Regions from separate parts of the Zea mays genome. Here region 2 is linked to region 1. A link is a contact called in public Hi-C data. All regions are on one chromosome and are shown on one strand. The core of a region is the stretch at or near the end of the contact, and the rest is flanking DNA. Distances in the headings are between cores, read along the strand shown.

Region 1 (4,730 bases), core at 1,912-4,411:
AGGTACCAAGTTTTTGGGTTGAAAAGATTAAGCTGAGACCGGGCGGGTGACTTGCACGAGAAAGAGGGTCTCGGTGTAGTGTCTCCGTCTGAGTCGATTAAGGACCTTGTCGATGTAGGCCTGCTGACCGAGGACCCTTTAACTGGTCACATGCCTCGTCATGGGTAAGCTTTGCCTCGGGCGGACTAAGGCCAGAATAAGATAACACGAAATGGGCGTGGAGCGGTGGCGAGAGTAGCGTGTACCCTCCGTGGCAAGAGGCTGGACGGTGGTGTATCTGTGCTCTCGGTTTGCGTGAACCTGATCTAGTCTTAAGAAACCCGGTGGCGGGTTGACATATGCAAGGGTTAAGTGCTACATATGTCGTGTGATTGGAGATCCTCAGCTGAGTATAATCGATTCGGATCGTCGTACCTTCGCGGTTATGAAGACTTGGTCACTGACTTACACGTAGCATTCCACTAAAGATGATGGGTTTTTGTTAAGAAATTGGCTAGTGCAGGACCAGTGATTGAACTAGGGTAGAAAGAACTCTAGTTGCAGGTAATTGTACTTAACTTGACAAATAAAATTGGATTTTAAGGATCCACTTAGTAAGCATTTCTGCAAAACAGAGTCTTTGATTATTGAAAAGCCTTACCTTGACTCCCTTAAGCCAGCGTACCCTTGAGAGTCTTTTCCTTAGTCGGGTAAGACTTGCTGAGTAATTCCATACTCAGGGTTTATCCCTTCGTTGTTTTTAGGTGAGGAAGTAGCAGATTTCTGTTGCTTCTATACCAAGGTGGTTCCTAAGGAGGAGAAACAAGACTGAAGTACGGGAGGACTTGGTCCTCCATATAGAACTTTTGTTTAAAACTATCGGGAGGAGTTTTTACCTCCCTTGGTATGTGTAATAATACTACTCAGCACTCGTTTTATATTTCTGGTCTGTAATAAACAACCTGATCTTACTTTTTAAATAAATGTAAGTTATGTAATCGCTTCCGCAATTCTTTATCTCTGATGATTTGTAATGTCTGCAAGACGGGTGAAACGTTCCTGGAAAGGTAAGAAAGAAGATACCGAACTTGTCAAGTAGTTCAGGGGCACCTACAGGGTTGTCTGAAGTCCGTTGGACAAGGACACTGTAGGTGGGCCTAATTACTTGGGAGGTTCCGTCACACTTTGGAACAAAGAAAAGGAAAAGTAAAGGATTTTTGAAGGAAATCCTATAAAATTCCTATGGAATAACATATTGTAGTGAGATTTTGTAGGGTTTCTAACATGAAGTCTAACCTTCTAGAAAATTTCCTATAGGATTGCAAATGCCATGCAACTCTATCCCTCTATTTTTCCTATCCCTGCATTTTACCAATTCTACCTTCCAAATAGTATATTTTGGACTCGTGTGTAACACTGTTAGCAGAGAAACAATTATCTGATGGTTGTCTATTGTCTATATCATTTGTGGCAAGGCCCCTGCCCATATCTTTGTGTTATATACTTATACTCAAGTATAAATAGAAATCAGTTTTTGTATTATATACTCTTTACTCAAGTACAAATGAAAACAATAGTAATCCTATGGGCTTAAATCTCTACTACTTATTAAGGCTGCAATAGTAGTCTGCCATTCCGCGTTCTGGCATTCCCTGTTCTGTCCATTCCGTGTTCTGCCTTTCTGATTCCCTCATCCCCACGCACAGTCTATTCCCATGTTCTGCCACCATTCTATATCTATCATTCTCATTCCCCCTCTCCGCAAAGCCCATTCCCATTCCCTCGTATAGCCGACGCCTAGCTAAAATTTAAAAAAATACAGTATCACTGAGATTCTTGAATTATATTTTTGGATGGAGGGAGTAGTATTTAAAGAAGAGCCTTGCATGCAATTTCTTTTGTTTGAATAACGTTTTCAACTTAAATTCCTTTTTTTGCATGCGTGACATTTATTATTCATAATATTTTTTCCATGGATCTGACTTGTGAGTCATTTTTATAAACCAACGCCAAACATGAATCCATGTTTCTTACTTGAAAACCCCGAACAAACACCATTAGCAGGAGGCACTCGCGTTGGGGCCGCTCATCGACGACAAGAAGAAACTTGGCGACTGCCAGTTCGACCTCTAGAAACAGTCCTACGTGGCCGCATGTGGCGCTATGTACGACAAGCTCCGGCGCAGCCGCCACTTAGACGTGGTGCAGAGCGGTTGCTCCGCGCTGTCCATCGTCAAGCAGGGGGACCTCATGGTCGTCGCCAACGTCGGCGACTCTCGGGTTATTCTGGGCACCGCATTCGACGACGACGCCATCACGTCGTCCAGCTCATCGTCCACCTGAAGCCCAACCTGCCACGTAAGTCGCTACTGACTGGCCATGAATTCTTGTGCGCTAAGACGATGGTCGTTGCTGACGTTGTATGAGTGTCCTCGAACACGATGTATGTAGAGGAGTAGCGCATCCGGTGGTGCAACGGCCAGGGGTACTACCTTGCTGATGAGCCCGGGGTGCACTTCGTTTTACAACCCAGCCAAGAGTCACCAGTACTCGGTATGTCGCGCGCGTTCGACGACTACTATATCGAGGACTGTGGCGTCATCTTGGCGCCAGAGATGACGCAGAGGAGGACCGACAACAATGACCAGTTCATCATTCTCGCCACCGTTGGGGTAGCTTTTGTGCCGGCTTGTCTTTAATTCTCTTCGCAAACACACACTTGTCTTTTTGTTTAAGCAAAAGCGTATGGTTGTACGTGTCTGATGACTAACGATGTACGAGTGAATTTCTTCCGGTATGTGTGGAACGTGCTTTCTAATAATGAGACCATACAAATCGTGACATATATCGAAGTCTGCATGATACTGATGATTGCAATGTAGTGGTGAAACAGATAGATTATAAATAACAAAATTTATGTATGGTCAGAATAAAAAATTGAGTATGAAACATTTTCTTATAACGATATAATACACATTATATATATAAGTTATCGTAGTATACTGGTGTTATATATTTCCGTTGCAAGGCACGTCTAGTTAAATTTGAACGCTCGAAGTGCTGCCCACGCCAGACAGCTTTCTCGAGGTCTAAACCAAACAACAAAACACCCGATGGACTAGGACTATCCTAGATTTGGCCCACTGTTTTCTCTTAAGGCCCACAAGAAGCTGGCTCCAACTAGGCCCCAATAGTCATGTGCGGTCGTCGCGTTGCGTGCCTCTCTCCACTCAGCGGTCGCGCCTGGGGTCTCCGGCTCTCCGCTCGCCACGCCCACGCCCACGCCCACGCCCACGCCCACGCCCACTACCCACGCCGCCGACGGTTCCGCCCCTGCGTACTCTAGGTATCCCGTGTCCAACGGTCCACCCCCACCGCAACCGCCGTCCGTCCGTCCGCCCGCCGCCGCACCCTGCTAGGGTTTCGGCCAGGCCGGATCCGCCGCCGCCTGTAGATTCTCCTATCCGACCGCGGCGCCTCGAGCCGCACCGGCAACCTCGGACCTGAATACCTGATACACTGCACTTCTTCAGTCCGCAGGACCACAGCACGCACAATTGTTCTTCAATCTGCAGGACTGCAGCCGCGCACAAGCCGTAGCTGGTGAGTTCCAATTAGACCGCTCTGGATTCTCTCTCAATTCTTAAATTCTTCTAAATATCTGCTAGACAGCCTAGATTGCTACACATATTGATACTCAGCTACGGTGCCATACTTCCATGATCAGATACATCATTTAATACTTCAATTGAGATCCTTACAATGTCATTTTATGCTATTGTTTGTTGAGAGTTGAGGTATGCAGAATCAATAGTGGAAACATACCGTGTCAATTGAGATCCTTACAATGTCATTTTATGCTACTGTTGGTTGTGAGGTGAGGTATGCAGAAACAATAGTGGAAAAATATCGTGCTTCTGATCAATATAAATATCAAATGCTTTAATACCGAATCTTGAATTTCGATTATTCCAAATTGCAAAATATTGTACTTGTATACTCAATTGTGAATATGGAATTATACTGGGCCGCATATGGTAGAATTGGGTAGGACTACCCTACATTAAAGAGGACATATCTGGTGCACATGAAAGTTTAGTGCACATATTAAATCATCACTATTCATCTTAGATCTAACGTCTCTGATTGATCATTGCAATTTACAAATAACACCTTCCACCACTACACCCTACCACGTCGAAGGGTGTCCTTAGCAAAATATACCAAACAACTAGAGACGTTAGATCTAAAATGAGTGGTGCTGATTGAATATGTGCACCATGTGCACCAAACTTTCATGTGCACCAGATATGTTGTCTACATTAAAATCCTAGTTGTGCGATCAAGTCCCTGGTCAAAGCTTCCATTTATTCTTCCTTTACCCTAGATTGTAGATTCGCTCACAAAAAAAAAGATTCAAATCCTGGTTGTGGCATCAGGCCCCCGGTAAAAGCTTCCAATACTCTTCCTTCCTGTCTTTATTCTTGCATGACCATGCTGTGTTGGAGCAGGAGCAGTTAGGGCTGGCAGTGGCTCTTTAGCATTTACTAGATTCACTGTTTTAAAGGCGACGCCTAGGCGTCCAGGCACCTAGCGAAGAACCAGCAAGAGGGAGGGGAAGGGGCGGCGTTGAATCAGAGCGACAACGGCGAATCAAATCGGGGGCAGCGGCGGCTCCATTGCGAGTGATGGCAGCTGAATCGCCGGGGCAAGGAGGGTAACAGGGGGATATATCGACTGGCTGGTGGGCT
Region 2 (4,478 bases), core at 328-2,827, 780 kb before region 1:
AAGGAGAAGTCCTAAGACTAATAATAAGAGGACTTTAACCATTTACTCGCTTAGGGTCTCAAAATTGAAGTCGTGTTTGTGAGGTGCTCACAGGGTTCTATTGACCATATATAGCTAGTTGAATCTAGCTATATTGCATCCAAGCATCATTCATTGTATAGGCATATTTTGAAGGTGGTGAACTCTATTTCTTAAAATGTGATAAAAGCTAAGAATGTGCCAACCCAAGCGATTGGAGAGGTGTTACTAAGCTTCTCAACAACTTGAAGAAGATATATCAACTTTCTACCTCTCTTGTTCCTCCTTGAAAGTTCCACGTCCTCCTTGCTCATATCTGCTAGGTAGAGAAATCTTCTTCTCAATCCCCAACTATTGTGGTATTCTCTAGGTTGATCTCTATAGTGTTTTAGTGGTTGAGCTCCTCGTCCACTTCTTCCTTATCGTCACCTCGTCGGCTCCTGCTTGTTCATGGTTCCTAGAGAGATAGAGGTGAAGACCTAGAGTGTGTGTGTGAGTGAAGAGAGTGATTGGGTGTTTTATTGTTCTCTTGGTGAATGACATTGCCCTAAAATGAGAACATGTGCTAACAGGTAGGACTAAAAGGGCTACTGTGAAGATAGTTCAACCCTGTGCATGAAGTGCTCTAAAATCTTGGTTCAGTTTGGTTCGGTTTTTAGGTAAAAAAATTTAGTCCTATATAATATATATGGACTTAAATAGGACTAATCAAGGCCGTACCCGAGATTCGGAGGGCACTGTGCCAAACAAAACTTTAGGCCAGAAAAATTACTAAAACTTTATTATAATCGTATTTTGGAAAAAAAGTACATGTGGTTCTTATCGATATCCAACTCATCTTCTATAAAAAGCATCAATCGCCTGGCAGTCTGGCAGGATGGCAGTGACGTAGTCACGTAGAACAGTAGAAGCCTAGAATGTAAAGCAACGTCTGGCTTAACGATAACAACACACAATCACATGTTCGCCAAGAATTCGGAACGTCAACACAAGATGGAAATCAATGGGGGATTGGGGGTGTTTGGTTTGAGTAATTACTCCGTTCAAATTGATGTGGTGCACCATGATTTCATTCTTTAAATTTGGTGGGATGACACTATTCGTCATATTAGTACTAACTAACTATGATGAATGAGGTGAACAAAAATAGTGAGTGAGAAGATAATGAACTAGATCATTTCTCAAACCAAACACCCCAACATACCTAATGAGCTGCTTCTTTCTATCTGAACTTGCTCGAAATTTGGGGCTTCATGATTTTGGACCCTGTTCGGTAGCCCAATTGCACATGCACATGCTAATATACAACCTTGGGACTAATTAAAAATTTTCTAAATGGATTCAAACTCGAATATGGCCAAAAAAATATCCATACCATTTGTATTTCTAGTCACCGTTCAAAATTTAAGTACACATTATATAAATTCATTATCTAAAATAAATAAATAAATATATTTTGTTATAAAAATATTAAAAAGAACTGGATGGGCCACTGCCCACTGGGTTCGGACCAAAAGAAAGGGATCAAAATTATTAAATCAACAAGAAGGTGGGAACTATAAAAAGAAGACGTCTCCGAATCCGTCTCCGCCTTTCCTGTCTCCTCTCGCTCGCTCTCCCCGTCTCCCGCACGCCCACCCGCCGCCGCCGTTCGCCATGGGCCTCCTCGACTCGCTGTACCGCGTGGTGATGCGCCGCAACGCCGTCTACGTTACCTTCGTCGTCGCCGGTGCCTTTGCGGGCGAGCGGGTGCGCCATCCCTCCCTCCCCCGAGGCCCCGACCCCCAGATCCCAGACCTGCCATTCCCTCTCCCTCAAGGGTTCTCTCTTTGATTCCTATTCGGTTGTCTGCCGTTTGCAGGTTGTAGACTACGGAGTTCACAAGATCTGGGAGATGAACAACCTCGGGGTAACATTTCTCCCCCAGCTTCCGTTTCGCGTTATTGTTCTGTTATTATCAGTTCGTTGCCATTGTCATCGGCCAATTAGTGAAAGAAATTTAGGCAGTTCTGAGTGATGAAACATCTGTTTATTTGATTTGTTCTGGATTAAGGTCGCTTGTGAGAGAATGCCAATTGTTATCTGTGTGCAATTAGGTCGCGTGTTTATAGTTGCCTGATCGCATTTTGTCCTTGTCCCTTCTGGATTGCGGTCCTGTCACCCACCCTGAGGAAGAATACACCTGGTTGTGGTCTCCATTTTTCTCAGCTACTACTGTTCCTATGCCACAGTTTTTTAGATGTGATGATGCGGCATTGCTTGCCTTTTATATATATGGGCTTGTCTATGCAGATGAGTGACTATTTTGTTAGTACATGGCGATACTTTGAAAATATTGTTCTCATTTTTCATCTCTTCCAGATTTATCATGACATGCTTTCCCTTGATAACCACATGCATGTAATCATATTTATTTGGTTCGCAGCAGTCAAATACTCTGTCTATAGGTTGTTTTATTTTTAGTGAAGCAGAGTGTCACATTTGGTACAGCAAATTAAGCATCTACAAGATGTGTTCTTTTTTTTTGCCATTAGTTATTTAGGTCTGAACTGAATCAATCTTATGAAACTAGCACTGTTACGACCACTTCCATTTATGTCTCAATGTGTGTAGGAGCACCTGCTTACCATTACCTTTTAATGAGCAAGGGAAACAATAGAGCATTGAGATTAGCCAGAAATGTACATATTGTGTTTTTGTTGTTCTTGATTTCTCGTTTCTGTAGATATTTATTCCTGATGTAATATATGCAGAACGTGATGTAATAGTTTTCTGACAAATAACTGGAGTTACTTATTGCCTCACACTCAGTAGAAAATAATTCAACACTATCAGGCAATCTGTGTTACTGTTATATTTTACAATGGATGCCCATTTCAAAGCATTCCATGACGATTGCATTTTCCACATCACAAGGCAGATAGACAACAATCATGATGTTTGATGAATTGATGCCGATGTAGAGGAGTTATGTGGCTGCACAAATTAATGAACAATGCAAAAATTATTGCCAGGCTTGGACGAATATGCAGTTACATTATTAATTAATTGTAATGTGCAGAAGGAAAATATTTAGAAGAGTCCAACACGTTTAATTTATACATCATGGACCAATAAAACATGTGGATGTGCTGATTTCTGAATCATCTTCATAGATTCAGACTTGAGATGTGTTGGCATAAATGAGAAAGCTGGATTGCTCAATGTTTGGTTCGTGTGTAGTCTAAATTTGCATCTAATAACATATTTGTATTATTTTGCTTGAGGAGCCTTGCAGACTTCTTTTATTAGCAATCAGCCACTGATTGCTGACCGGGTGCATGTCTTCTGTTTCTATGTATGGTGCTGATGCATAAAAAAGGTTGGACTGCACCAATTAGATCACAGTGCAATAAGCTGTTTACCATTAGCTTTTAGAGAGCAAGGAATGGAGCATTGGGATAATGTAGACACGTACATAATTCTGTTTTTGTTATCTTGGGTTCCTATTTCTGTAGAGACTTCATCCTGTCGTAATACATGCAGAGTGTGACGTAATAATGTTCTGCCAAACAGCTGGGGTTACTTTTTGCCTGACAGTGGGAAATAGTATGATTCAGTGTCTCAAACACCACTGGCCATGTATTTTACAGTTGTGTTTTGCTATTAACATATTTTTCAAAACATTCTATGGCGATTGCATTTTTTGATCACATGGCACATAGGTAGTGAATTAGTGATCATGAATATTTTATGTTGACGGAGTTATTTTTCTGTACAAATTAGTGTGCAAAATGCCAAAATGCAAAGATAATTTCCAAGCCTGGATAATTTGTAGCCCTCCTTTGCTTATTTAATCGACTGTAGTGTGCAACAGAAAAGCTTTTAGCAGAATCCAATGTTCTTAACTTTTACAGCATTTATCAATATACCATTCTGAAGTCTGAAGAGCATATACGGATAATCTGGAGTAGAGCACTAGAGCCCATTAAGACATCATATGCAGTGAACATACACTCAGCCTCTTGTTTAAGCAGTACGTATACTATTTCAGTTGATGAACAAATATTGCAGGCTTCTTGTTATTTGTAATCAGCCACTGATTCTGGCAGGATGCACGGCTTCTGTTTCTCTGTGCGGTGCATATCTAAAAGTGCACGTAGTCATTTTCGTCTGTGGTTTGATTTGAAACCAAAGCAGAGGCTGGCCTCAATGTTAGCTCTCTCTTTGTTTTCCAGCTGCATATAATATAGCTGAAGTGTAAAGACCCCTTATTGTTCACTCGACATGTCACACTGTTATCAAAATTGTCTCAGATTATTGGCTGACGATTTTTCTTTACGTTATGGAATTGCAGAAAAGGTACGAAGACATACCAGTTTTGGGGCAGAGGCCAGCCGAAGAATGATATACTTTGGTCGCCATTTAGCTCCGGTTTAACCGTTTCATTTTCGCACAATAATAAGCTGTGTAAACTTCTT

What was found. Hi-C and Micro-C count contacts between places; a contact is called where the count stands out from the background.
Region 2: a contact with region 1 is called in a Hi-C map of tassel, with 3 times the contacts expected there. The contact joins the promoter of LOC100382609 here to the promoter of LOC103647119 in region 1. A contact is called at or near these places in 2 of 25 Hi-C or Micro-C datasets (ear and tassel).

What each region holds. Positions count from the first base shown.
Region 1 is chr2:152,065,216-152,069,945 of Zm-B73-REFERENCE-NAM-5.0, reverse strand. LOC103647119 (heterogeneous nuclear ribonucleoprotein Q) reads left to right here and starts at 3,161. Exons shown (of 9, transcript XM_008671678.3): 1 at 3,161-3,582.
Region 2 is chr2:152,841,578-152,846,055 of Zm-B73-REFERENCE-NAM-5.0, reverse strand. It overlaps LOC100382609, which reads left to right and starts at 1,577. Exons shown (of 3, transcript NM_001294309.1): 1 at 1,577-1,767; 2 at 1,880-1,927; 3 at 4,355-4,478. The coding sequence starts at 1,675. The coding sequence ends at 4,405.